Regions from separate parts of the Sus scrofa genome. Here region 1 is linked to region 2. A link is a contact called in public Hi-C data. All regions are on one chromosome and are shown on one strand. Each heading gives the region's core, a stretch centred on a gene start, on an enhancer-like site or on the middle of the called end of the contact. The rest is flanking DNA. Distances are from core to core; before and after follow the strand shown. Region 1 holds the start of TDRD12 (putative ATP-dependent RNA helicase TDRD12). Region 2 holds the start of LOC110261352.

Region 1 (6,478 bases), core at 1,597-4,096, 320 kb after region 2:
TGGTCAAAGGAAAAATAAAACTTGTTCAATACCTGGATGACATTTTGAATGTCAGACAGAATGCATAGATTTTCAGGAAGAAAGAGCAGAATGCCCACAAAGTCACAAAATCAAGTTTTTCTTGTTTTGTTTTTGTCTTTTTAGGGCTACACTTGCAGCATATGGAAGTTCCCAGGCTAGAGGTCAAATCGGAGCTGCAGCTGCTGGCCTTTGCCTACACCACAGCAACGCGGCATCCAAGTCACGTCCGTGACCTACACCACAGCTCACGGCAATGCTGGATCCAAGGATCCTTAACTCACTGAGTGAGGCCAGGGGTTGAACCCGAGTCCTCATGGATACTAGTTGGGTTCATTACCACTAGGCCACTACGGGAACTCCCAAAATGTTTTAAAGTGAAGACCACAGCCCCACATAGGTATTGTGTGAGGGCTGACAGTGAGGTCATTGACACAAGAGCCTCGATTAAGGTATCTTAATGATGTTAAGATGTGATGTTACAGCCTTTTGATTATGATCCCAAGCAAAAAAAAAAAAAAAAAGAGTTCCCATTGTGGTGCGGTGGAAACAAATCTGACTAGTAACCATGAGGTTGGGGGTTTGATCTCTGGCCTCGCTCAGTAGGTTAAGGATCCAGTGTTGCAGTCAGCTTTGGTGTAGGTTGCAGATGCAGCCTGGATCTGGCATTGCTGTAGCTGTGGTGTAGGTCAGCAGCTGTAGCTCCAATTCAACCCCTAGCCTGGGAACTTCCATATGCCACAAGTGCGGCCCTAAAAAGCAAAAAAATGAAAAAAAAAAAAAAAGCCCCCAAATTGAAAAAAAAAAGTGCTTCCCACTATTTGGGGGGAGGGGGGACAGGTTCAGATATGGACTCCTTGCAGCCTCAAGGAGGCTAGAGCCCCATGCAGTGAGCTCCCATTGCAGCAGTCTGGACTCTTTTTTTTTTTTTGTCTTTTTGCCTTTTCTAGGGCCGCTCCCGCGGCATATGGAGATTCCCAGGCTAGGGGTCTAATCAGAGCTGTAGCCACCAGCCTACGTCAGAGCCACAGCAACGGGGATCCGAGGTGCATCTGCAACCTACACCACAGCTCATGGCAATGCCAGATCCTTAACCCACTGAGCGAGGCCAGGGATCAAACTCGCAACCTCATGATTCCTAGTCAGATTTGTTAACCACCGAGCCACAACGGGAACTCCATCCTTTCCTTTTTTTTTTTTTTTTTTTTTTTTCCTTTTTTCAATGCCTGTACCCTTGGCATATGGAAGTTCCCGGGCCAGGGATTGAATCCCAGCTCCAGCTGTAACCTAAGCTGCAGCTGGCAACACCAGATCCTTTTTAACCACACTGCACTGGGCTGGGGATCAACTATTGCTGCTACAGCAACCTGAGCCAATGCAGTTAGATTCTTAATCCACTTTGCCACAGTGGGAACTCCAGTCTTGACTCTTTATCCCAGTGTGATATATATTTTCATTTTCTGTGAGCCATGCTGTGAAAAAGTTTGAGAAACACCATATTGTAGCATGGCATCTAGTCAAAGGAAAAAGAAGTGTTGACCCCACACTAAGAACTAGGAGAGGGCTGTACTCTGCATGTTCTCTGGGGCTTAGAAACTGCTTCGGGGGCCTCCTGTTTAAATTTGCCTGAGTTGTTTCCCATCTTTTTTTTTTTTTTGACAAGCTCTGGAGCTTTCAGGTGATTTGGCCTTTGCAGATGTCTGCCTGGGGATGAGGCTTGGTTAATCCAATTCAGTAACAGGTGAACTTCCTGTACTTTAAGCTGTGTTTTCCCCCAGTGGGTAGTCAACACAGATCTCCTCTCCAACCTTCCTGCCTGAGACTTTAAGCACATGTTTGCTGGACCTTGTGAAAGCAAACAATATAAGACTGGATACTTATGTGAACATTGTTTCCCAAATATATAACCTCACGATTGCAATGCTCTAAACTGGTGCATTTTTTGTGCCATCTTCTTGGCTCCTTTATTAGCAAATTAACATTTTGCCGGGAGCTTAAGACATTGTTTTTTTCGCAATTAAAATATTGAAAGAATTCACCCGGAAAACCACCTAGGCCCAGCACATTTTCCAAGCTGTGGTTCCTTTGATTTTAAAGGAATATTCACTTTCTTGTTTGTCAGTTTATTCAAATGTTGGAGAGAGAGTCCCGAGATAGTAACAAAAGCTAACTCTCCTTTACACTTCTCCTGTGTCCTGTTTCACAGTACAACCTCATCTAATTCTGAGAGGCAATCTCTGAGTCCCACTTCTCAGGTGAGAAACCACAAGTGAAAATTTAGAAAACCCTGTGGAACTTCAGCAATCAATAACAAAATAGAAGTCCTGGCCAGGACCTGGTCCATGAGGCTGCAGCCTGCGACCTTTGACGGTCCCAAGAAGTAACCGTAAGACCTTTGAGGTCCAGGTAAGAGGAGAACAGGGACCCAGAGCCTTTCCAGAAAGTAGAGGTTGGAGCTCAAGAAAGCCAGGGTCAGGGACGCTTCCTCACCCACAGGGTTGTGATGACCAAGAAGGAGTCAGAGGGCATGGGCCTCGCAGGCAGCCACTCCGCCCTACCAGGCGGCTAGCCGCCGGGCCCCTCGCATCCCTGGGCGCTCGGAAGTGGCGCGGACCCGGGAGCGAGCCACGTGACGCCCCTGCCCCTCGAAGCTCCGCCCCCGCCCCGCCCCGAAGCTCCGCCCCCGCGGACCCCCCAGGGCCTTGTGCTTCTGGCGGCGACCGTTGTCCAGGCCGTTGGTGCAGCGCGTGGCTTTCCGGAAGCCTCGAGGCTTGGTCGGGCGGCGGGGGCGCGGGGCCGGAGCGGAGCGCGCCCGCGGCGGCGGCGTCCTGGCTCGGGGGTCGGCGCGCTGACTGGGCGCGCAGGCTCCGCGGTGCGGACCCGGGGAGGAGGCGCGGTCCCGGGGAGGCGGCCTTGCCCGGGACTCCGTTTTCTCCCGCAAAGTTCCTAGCGACGGGGGGACCAGGCCCCGGGCGGCCAGCCTGGCGCGAGGAAGATGCTCGAGGTGCTGGTGCTGAAGGTGAGCGAGCGCGGAGCCCCGGGCCCGGCCTTTCACTCGTTCCCCGCGCTGGGTCCGCGTCGGGAAGAGACCGCAGCCCCCTTCATTTCCGATAAACAACGGGAAGTTTTAGTTCGAGGTGCCCCGTGCGGTATTTGGGACATGCTTCGAGTAAAAGTTACTCGTTGTTTTCCAAAATTAAGGTGTAACTAGGTGTCCTGTGTTTAGAACCTCGGGAGTGGCCAGGGAGAACGGATTCTGACCTCTTCGCCCACACACCTGGTCCTGGGTCCGTGCTAAGAGAGGACCCCCTCGCCACCCTCCGCATCCCCCCTCCCCGGCCGGGGACGTGTTCCTCTCCCCCAGCGTGGACCCCCAACCCCTTTGGCCAGGGCTGGGGGTGACTTGTATCTCCCCTCCGAACACTCGGCCCGTCCCGGCTTCCCTCGTGGGGACCCCTGCCGGCTTTGACCGCCCGGACTCTGGCGGCCACCCCTTCTCCACGCGGGGCGCCTCGGGGCTCGCACCGTGCTCGGAGCCCCGCGAGGGCGGCGGGGTCTCGCCCCAGACGGGGACTTGTGAAGCGGTCCCGACAGCTGTTGCTGCTTATTTGAGTCAAGGGGCGTGCTCTTTAATGATGCCTGAGACTGCAAAGGCTTGGTGTTCACATGCATACTTCGAGGAAGGCGTTTACAAACCATGCAAAGGGGTGGGTTTGGGATCCTGGGAAGAGGAAATACAAATAACTGTAAAAAGAAAACAAAAAACATAGTTCAAGCTGTGGCGCAGTGGGTTAAGGATCTGGCGTTGCTGCAGCTGTGGCTGGAATTCCATCCCTGGCCTGGGAACTTCCATATGCCCCAGGTGTGTCCAAATAAGTAAATAAGTTAAAAAAAAAAATGAGGAGTTCCCGTCGTGGCGCAGTGGTTAACGAATCCGACTAGGAACCATGAGGTTGTCGGTTCGGTCCCTGCCCTTGCTCAGTGGGTTAACGATCTGGCGTTGCCGTGAGCTGTGGTGTAGGTTGCAGACGTGGCTCAGATCCTGCGTTGCTGTGGCTCTGGCGTAGGCCGGTGGCTACAGCTCCGATTCAACCCCTGGCCTGGGAACCTCCATATGCCGCGGGAGCGGCCCAAGAAATAGCAACAACAACAACAACAATAACAACAACAACAAAAGACAAAAAAAAAAAAAATGAAATAAAAAGATCCTACTTCAGTGGGCAGAGTGATGGCATTAAAAACAAAAACAAAGCCAAAACTCAACCTTCCTGCTCCTATTTTGTGTAATTTATACGCACAGAGATTCACAAGCATTTGAAGCAGCTGATTGTTACAGAGGAGTTCCTCTGAGACTTCCAGGGTTTTCAGATTCAAGCTCCTCTCCACCACTCTCCCTGAATACACTGGTTGGGTTGCTCCTTTAGAAAAACAGGGCTCTTCCAAGGACTATGGATGCTGCCATGTGCAGATCCACGGGGGCAGAACTTTGGAAGGAGTGGCTGGACCTTGATTGCCTCCAGCTTGGGAAAGCTTTTTTTTTTTTTCTCCGTTGGACCCTAGAACCCTTTTCTCTACTTCCTCAGCTCTGCCCCCACTGCTGGTTCTTACTCTGCTCATGCTCAGAGCAAATTTTGTATCCAGTATAGGAGTCTTTTCCCAGGTGTGGTACCTGTACCAGCTGTAGTTTTCCAGATTAATTTAACTTTTACATGGATAAGTTTTTTCCCCCAAGTGTCTGCCAGTAGATGAATAGATAAGCAAAATAGTGTATACACACAATGGAATATCATTCAGCCTTAAGAAGGAAGGAAATTCTGATACATGTTACAACACGGGTGAGTCTTGATAGCATGTTAAGTGAAAGAAGAGATACAAGAGGACAAATACTGTATGATTTCACTTATCTGAGTTGCCTAGATTTATAGAGACAGAAAGTTGAATGGTAGTTGCCAGGGTCTGAGGGCCTGGGGAAATGGGGAGTTATTGTACAGTGACCATGGAGTTTCAGTTTTGCAAGATGGAGAAAGTCCTGAAGAGAGATGGTGATCATGATAGCACAACAACATGAATGTAGTTGATGCTACCAAATAGGGTTAAGAGGGTACAGTTTTTGTGTATTTTACCATGATTAAATTTTAAAAATTTAAGTTACGTATTTTGTAATATTTTCTAAAAGTAAGAAGTCATAGTTTGCATTACATACCTGTTAGGATGAGGCTAAGGAAGAAAAAGGTGTTGATTGAAAATAAACATTGTGGGGGAGTTCCCATCGTGGCTCAGTCAGTGGTTAACGGATCCGACTAGGAACCATGAGGTTGCGGCTTTGATCCCTGGCCTCACTCAGTGGGTTAAAGATCGGCGCTGCCATGAGCTGTGGTGTAGGTTGCAGACACGGCTCAGATCCCGCGTTGCTGTGGCTCTGGCGTAGGCCGGCAGCTACAGCTCCGATTAGACCCTTAGCCTGGGAACCTCCATATGCCGCGGGTGTGGCCTGAAGGGGGAAAAAAAATGTGTGTATATATATACACATACACATATGTACACATTATGAGAGCTCCTGTTGTGGCGCAGAGGAAACAAATCTGAGTAGGAACCATGAGGTTGTGGGTTCCATCCCTGGCCTCAATCAGTGAGTTAACGATCCTGGCGTTGCCCTGGGCTGTGGTGTAGGTCTCAGACGCAGCTTGGATCTGGCGTTGCTGTGGTGTAGGCCGGCAGCTGTAGCTCGGGTTAGACCCCTAGCCTGGGAGTCTTCATATGTTGTGGCCCTAAAAAAAAAAAAAAAAAAAAAAAAAGGCAAACAAATATATATATATACATACATTATGGAAGCAGCCCAGGCAACAGGCAGTTGTGTCAAAAATGAGGAAGGCGGAATGCAGTGAGACCCAGAATGGCTCCAAGAGAAAAGGATTAGTTATGTCATCCTTGATCAGAAAGGTGATCAGCACAGAGAAAGCCTCAAGGCCACTGGTCCTCAAATCAAGCTGTGTTAGTGGACAGGGTCACTTACATTTCAAGACAACAAGGCACAGACCCTTTAAGGGGACAGCTTTTTGCAGGAGGGGTGATGGAAGAGGCTAAACAAGCCTTAGAAACAGGTGAAACTCTGAAGGCGGCAGGCTGTGACCTCATGACTGTGGTCGAAACAGCTGTGCTGCTGGCTGCTGTGGATGACTTCAGTCCTGTCAGTGAAATCCACAGTTCAAGAGTGGTTGTCCTGTTTGGGCTGCTTACCAGGCTGCTGCTTTGTCCAGAGGTGGCAGGCTTGAGATGGAAGCAGGAATTGCCCAGGGTCCCCTCACGACGCATGACCACAGTGGGCCGAGTGCTCTTTAGTCTGGAATTTTCTTGATGTTTTGACATTAGCATCTTTTTATAATTGATACTGGAAAGTAAGCTTGACTGAAGTAGCTGAACTTATTATGCAAATCCGATGTGCTACGGTGAATTGAACATG
Region 2 (6,168 bases), core at 328-2,827:
TTTTGCAGATACTGCATTTTTTTTTTTTCTGCAAATTGCAGGTTTGAGGCACCCCTGCCCCAAGCTGGTCTATCAGTGCCACTTTTAACAGCGTTTGCTCACTTCGTGTCTCTGCCTCGCATCTGGGTAATTCTTGCAATATTTCTTTATTGTTATTACTATATTTATTATAGTGATCTATAACCTTTGATGTTATCATTGCAAAAAGATTACGACTCTGTGAAGGCTTGATGATGGTTAGCATGTTTTAGCAATAAAGAATTTTTTAATAAAGGCATGTATACTGTTTTGCAAGCACAATGCTATTGTACACTTATACAGTATAGTATAACCATAACTTTTATATGCACTGGGAAACCAGAAACTTCATGCAACTCACATTACTGCAGTAGTTGAGAACCAAATCCATAATGCCTGTATCTCAATGCACAAGTCCATTACCACGCCTGGAATCTTCAGTGTTTTTGCCCTGCTCCTACTGTTCACGGCCCACCTGCTCAGTCCAGAGACAAGCACCCTGCTGTATAGTTCCTACTATATAAAACCTGCCCACCATTCCTGAAGTTGGGTGGACTGCTTCACTCACACTGCATTTTACTGTCAGGCGGGGTACCAGAACAGGACTGCTTACGACCCTGGAGTGTACGTGGAAAACAGATCCAGACGACACACACTCTGAGCCCTCAGAGGACTGAGGCTGTGTTATTAAGTCAAGCAAGCTCCAAGTCTGGCCCTACAACCCCCAGGATGAGTTCATTCCCTGAAAACCCTCAATCTCTCCCACAAATAAATCTTCCAGGGCCAGCTTTGCCCCGCAGCAGACACACTTTGAGGTCCAGCCACGAACCTAGATAGCACCTCTGCATTTTGGCCAAGAACCGCAAAAAGATTATAACCCAACCCAAAGCGGTAACTAAGTCAGAAGCAGCGGGCTGAAAAGAATGTCAACGCCCACTGTTCAAAGGCGATCAGGTAGAGGCTAATTGGTTATAAAACTAGCCCACAGCAGGTTTGGAAGACATAGAGGGAGTCCAAAGTGAATACTCACTGACTTCTAGACCCAACGACCACTGAGAAGACAACGTCAGGGGTATTGGAAACGCGACAACCCGCACATGAACTCGGCCTAGGTGCCGGGCATTGCACTGAGAAGGCAGGATACAGTCTTCGCGCCGGCCCAGCCAAGCGCCCCCGGGATGCCAGTGGGCGGGGCCTGAGCATCGCCCCGCCCCCGCCGCCCGCCACTCGGGTCACCTGACCTGCCCGGGGCTCACGTGATCTGTTCCCAACGCCGCCATTTTGGAGCTCCCGATGAGGAAAGGAAAAGCGGGGGAAAAGAGGGAAAAGAGCCGGGAGAGAGGTGGGCGAGGACCCGGGCGAGGGCACGGCCAGGCTCCCGGCCGGCCAAAGGAGGCTCGCGGAAGCAGCAGCTGCCGCCCGACCGCAGGTACCGCGCCCCGGGGCCGCCCCTCCGCCCGCTGTTAGCGCCGCCGCGGGCCATGTGCGTCCTCCCCTCAGGCCTCTACCGGCGCCCGCTTGCTCCTCAGCCGGCCGACACGCGACCGGTGCTCGCCACATGCGCCAAGTTCCGTGGCTCTTTTCAGTTCCCTGTGCCGCCTACGGCAAGGCCTGTGGAGACCCAGGGCTTGCCCTGCAGCTGGGGGTGGGGGGAACCTCCCGCTCACCAGCCTGGTCCGCAGGCAGGCCCGCCGAGGCGTCGCTTCCTTCCCATCAGCAGATGTGAAATCGCTTTAGGGCAGCAGGGATGGAGCGAACAACTGTGTCCTCACTGCATCTTTTGATTACTTTTCTCAACCCCCACCGCTCCAGCCCTTTAGCCGCTGTTTGGTGTAGGAAAAGCTGGTACATAGAAACAGTCCTGGTCTTCTACAGCTATTTCGAACCTCTTCGATGAAGTGATCTCCCCAGAGATGACTGGAAAAAGCTCCCACCCTCTAACACCTGGGAGCTTCCGGAGTGAATGGTTTGTGTGTGGAAGGCCTGGATGATTAATTAGGCCGAGGCCACTATCCCAACCCATAGGCGATCTTTTTAGTTACTGCAGTGGGCTGTAATTTGCTATCAGTCTGATCTCCGTTATCCGGCAATTACTAGATTTATCACCTCTTTGAGTGTGTACTTTCTAAAGTATTCTGACTCAGTGTATGGGTTGCATCATTGATCAAAAGAGAAAGCCTGGCTCTACATTCCTTTACCTCACTAACCCGTTTAAAATTAATTCAGAGGAAAGCCAAATACGTGCTTTCTGCCCTGGCAGTGAACTGTTTACTTAACCATCATCATGAAGTTGCATTCTAGGTGAAAGGAATTCGCGTTCTTTGATCTTTTAGGTTCATTCAAGCTAACATAAACAGTAGCAAAGAAAAGTAGAACAGGGGCAAGAAACTGCATTAGAAGATATATAGGTCAGTCCACTGTGTCTTATCTTTTCAGGCTGCCATTCAGTTGTAAAATTGTTGGATGTGCAGAATCACCCTTTAGATTGTTTTTGGTTAAGGTTAAAGGGGCAATGTACAATATATTGTTTCTTCATTAGAAAGTGCTAGCAATCGAACCAGTAGGTAGTATTTTGAGTCAATTAGATAAAAATTCTGAGCTAAAACATAAAATACACAATTTATTGGAGAAGTTTCTAGAGCTGTTTTTTCTAACCTTCGCAAAATCCTGAAGTCTGCTTGTTAGGTAAATTTTGTAAATTTGTGTCACGTGATCTGGTTGCATGAGCATTCCTCTGAATTTCTTTATGACATGCAATATTGGGCAATTATATACTGAAAACAAACAAACAAACAAAACATTGCTTTGTTTCACCAAGAAAGAGAAATGTTTGATACTATATACTTTCATTCTTGGCCACAGCTGGATTTTGAAGATTGATCCAAGGGACTGTATTAATTTCAGGAATTGATTTGAAAGACACTGGCTCTGCCACTTAACAGCCATGTAACCTTGGGTAAGTCACTTAAACTGCCCTGAGTGTTTCCTTATTTGTAGAGTTGTGTAACACACTAGCCTGTCCCAAAGAGTTATGAGGCTCAAACACAGTAAAGTGTTTGATAGAGCCTAACTGTGAGGGACTGTTGCTCTTTCCAGTATTGATATTTTCATCCACTTTTCTGTTCCTACTAAGAAATAAGAGGAAAATTAGTGTATTGAGAAAGGATGGATTTAGAATCAGATAGGCCTGGATTCCAGTTCTTCAACCAGCTATTACTTTACATCTGTGAGCCTCAGAGTCCCCATCTGCAAAAAAAAAAAAAAAAGCAGGGCAGCATTATTTAAAGTAATATACAGAATCTACTCTCTGGTCTGTGAGCACCTCAAGGGCAAGGATTCCCTCTTACTTATTTTGGTAGCTGCCAGCCCATTGCTTGGCACATCATACGTGCCCTAGTAAATGTTAAATCTGAATATTGGTTAACATTAGTTAGACCGTATGTCTTAATTGCAGCTGCCAAATTCAAATAGTCTCTCAGGCTAGATGCCAGCTAAGAAATTTTAGACTATGAAATTCATGTACTTTGATATATATACTCAGTTTTTCTTGGTGGGCAATTAGTAACTACATTAAGCTAAGGTGTTTTTAATTTAAGGAAATTATAACTAATGTTAGTAAGGTAAATCTAATGTGTAAGCAATTTCAGGTAACTTTTTATAGATAATGAACATGAAAGTTCAGGAACATGAAGGTTCATCCAACACAACTCTTTTACATCTGCAGAGACACAGTGCACACATCTACAGCCTTTAGACACAGTGACTTGCCTAAGGTCACACAGCTAACTGAGGTTCCTCTAGGAGAGGAACCCGTGAGCTATGTCCCCTGCCTTCTATTTTAGAGTTACGATAATGTGGGAAGAACAAGGAATTGGCCGTTACTTGTATAACATGATTTTTTTTCTAATTGGAAAGAACAAATTCTTACTCTGAAAGAAAAAGCTCTTTATATAACATACTGAGCTGTCTTCATATGTACACAGAAAATTACAGCTTTTCTCAAGCCCCCATGAACTGTTCAACTTGATTTTACTTATGATAAACCATACTGCTAAAACTGAAAGGGACTAATTAGATACACAAATAAACCAAATAGCAAATTATAAGGAAATAAAGACTCCTGAAATAATTTGGCTCTTCTCTTAGAACAGACATTAATGATAAGCTTTTACCAGTGGAATTCTGTTGTCTAGGAAAGACTTGAGACTCTGTAGAAAAAGTTGGAGAACTTTTCTGCTTTGGGTTACAACGTGTATGTATTTATTTGTAACAACTTGATATACTTAGTCTAATTGTATATCTAAAGATTCCAAACAGGAAACCCCCAGTCTTGCTGATGTCTATAGTCTCTCCTCCTCCTAGTAAACCTTTCTATTCACCCATGTGGGTCTTTTCACTAATCCCTGGATAGCATGCCTCTTGTCACTTCTGAACATCTAATAATGTTATGGCTGCCTTCTTGTCAACTGAACTCCAAGAAATAAAATGGCACACTCAAATTAGGATGTTTCGAGGAGGATGTACTTATAGAGATCCTTATGATAAAGGTGTAGGACTTGTAGTAAAGGCAAACCACGGGGATAATCCAGTTATCCAGAGCTAACAGCATCAGGAGAGGGGAGGATGGCCTCTGCTGAGGAACACAGCCAGCCAAGGTGACCTAGAGGAGAGGAACTGGAAATGATTTTTTTTTTTTTTTTTTTTTTTTGCCATTTCTTGGGCTGCTCTCAGGGCTTATGGAGGTTCCCAGGCCACAGGTCGAATAGGACCTGTAGCCACCAGCCCATGCCAGAGCCACAGCAACTCAGGATCTGAGCCGGTGTCTGCGACCTATACCACAGTTCACAGCAGTGCTAGATCCTTAACCCACTGAGCAAGGCCAGGGATTGAACCCGCAACCTCATGGTTCCTAGTCGGATTCATTAACCACTGCGCCAGCCACGACGGGAACTCCTGGAAATGATTATCTTGATTTCCCTCTGCTACCTCCTCCTGACCTCCTGTCATGGCTCCCCCTTGGCATAAAAGCCAGGAACCAGAGGGCATGGGAGCCTATGATGTAATCCCTCCCAGGATGGAGAGCCAAGTGGAGGAGACAGTGAGCCCATGGGGGCAAAGGGATAGTGTCTAGCATGCTCATCATTTGGAATATAGCGTGCGTCTTACCTCTTCCAGAAGCCCTTCCTAGACCAAAATAAGCTCCTCGGTCTCTGTTAGGATTTGGCCATTGACTGTTACCCTCTACCTATTTCACCTGGTGTACCGTTGGGCTATTTAAAAGCTGTTGATTCTTTTTAACGCCTAAATATGTTAGTCTCATCTGCTGAACTCAGTTTTAAACTTCATGAGTACAGTTACTTTAACATGTTTTCCATGCTTCCTGTACTTTGCTGGGTGCCTTGCACATAACAATTATTTTTTTCCTAACTTTTTATTTAAAGAATTGTTTAAGCATTTACACAAGTAGAAAGAATGGTATAATGAACTCATAGGTATTCTAGTTAGAAAATTTGCCTTTCGTACTTTATCCTACCCTCTCCACTCTCCCTCACCCCCCCCCCCAGGTAATTTTCTTTTAAGTGACATTTACGCTAATCCCTTGGAGGTCATGGATAGTATGCAGATTATCATAATCCACCTTGTCATCATTCTTGAGCCACTGGGGTTGTATTTGTACTCCTTGTTTCTGTCTCTTTTATTATTCAAATAAATTTGACTTCCCATGACATGTAATCCCATATGTGTGTGTATGTATATGCACATTGGTGGCCTAAGTAAAATTTCTGTGAAAATTTAAAAAGTTGGCCTTAAGGTCAATTTAACTTCATTTCTATTTATACTTTATTATGAGCTGTTTATCTAACCTTTTTTAACAGAGACTTTTGTTTTAATGAGACTTGTGCACTGATGGTGCCATGTGGACCCAAACTGGTTTTTCAGGTGTTTCCTGATGTATTTTATGTTGTCATATCTATTTTATAGCTGCCATTTCTGTACTTATCCCCAAATGTATGCAGCCTCTAAAATGAGATACTTACATAAATGTTCAGGGAAAATTGGAGCATCTGCTGCAAATTTCCATTAGCTCTTAATGCCTGAGCAGACACAGCTTTAAAATCGGAATGTTTTATCAGATTCTTTTGTATTAGT

Evidence for each region. A called contact is a pair of places that touch in the nucleus more often than the background predicts.
Region 1: a contact with region 2 is called in a Hi-C map of embryonic fibroblasts, with 2.1 times the contacts expected there. The contact joins the promoter of TDRD12 here to the promoter of LOC110261352 in region 2. A contact is called at or near these places in 3 of 5 promoter capture datasets (fetal liver, fetal skeletal muscle and liver), 9 of 47 Hi-C or Micro-C datasets (alveolar macrophages, embryonic fibroblasts, fetal skeletal muscle and 5 more) and 1 of 2 datasets of contacts at active chromatin or transcription factors (skeletal muscle).

The regions. Positions count from the first base shown.
Region 1 is chr6:42,586,738-42,593,215 of Sscrofa11.1, forward strand. TDRD12 (putative ATP-dependent RNA helicase TDRD12) reads left to right here and starts at 2,847. Exons shown (of 33, transcript XM_021094274.1): 1 at 2,847-3,037. The coding sequence starts at 3,014. It also overlaps the pseudogene LOC102161189.
Region 2 is chr6:42,272,927-42,279,094 of Sscrofa11.1, forward strand. LOC110261352 reads right to left here and starts at 1,578. Exons shown (of 7, transcript XM_021097538.1): 1 at 1,049-1,578. The coding sequence starts at 1,578. ZNF507 (zinc finger protein 507) reads left to right here and starts at 1,266. Exons shown (of 6, transcript XM_003127012.5): 1 at 1,266-1,447. The coding sequence starts at 1,312.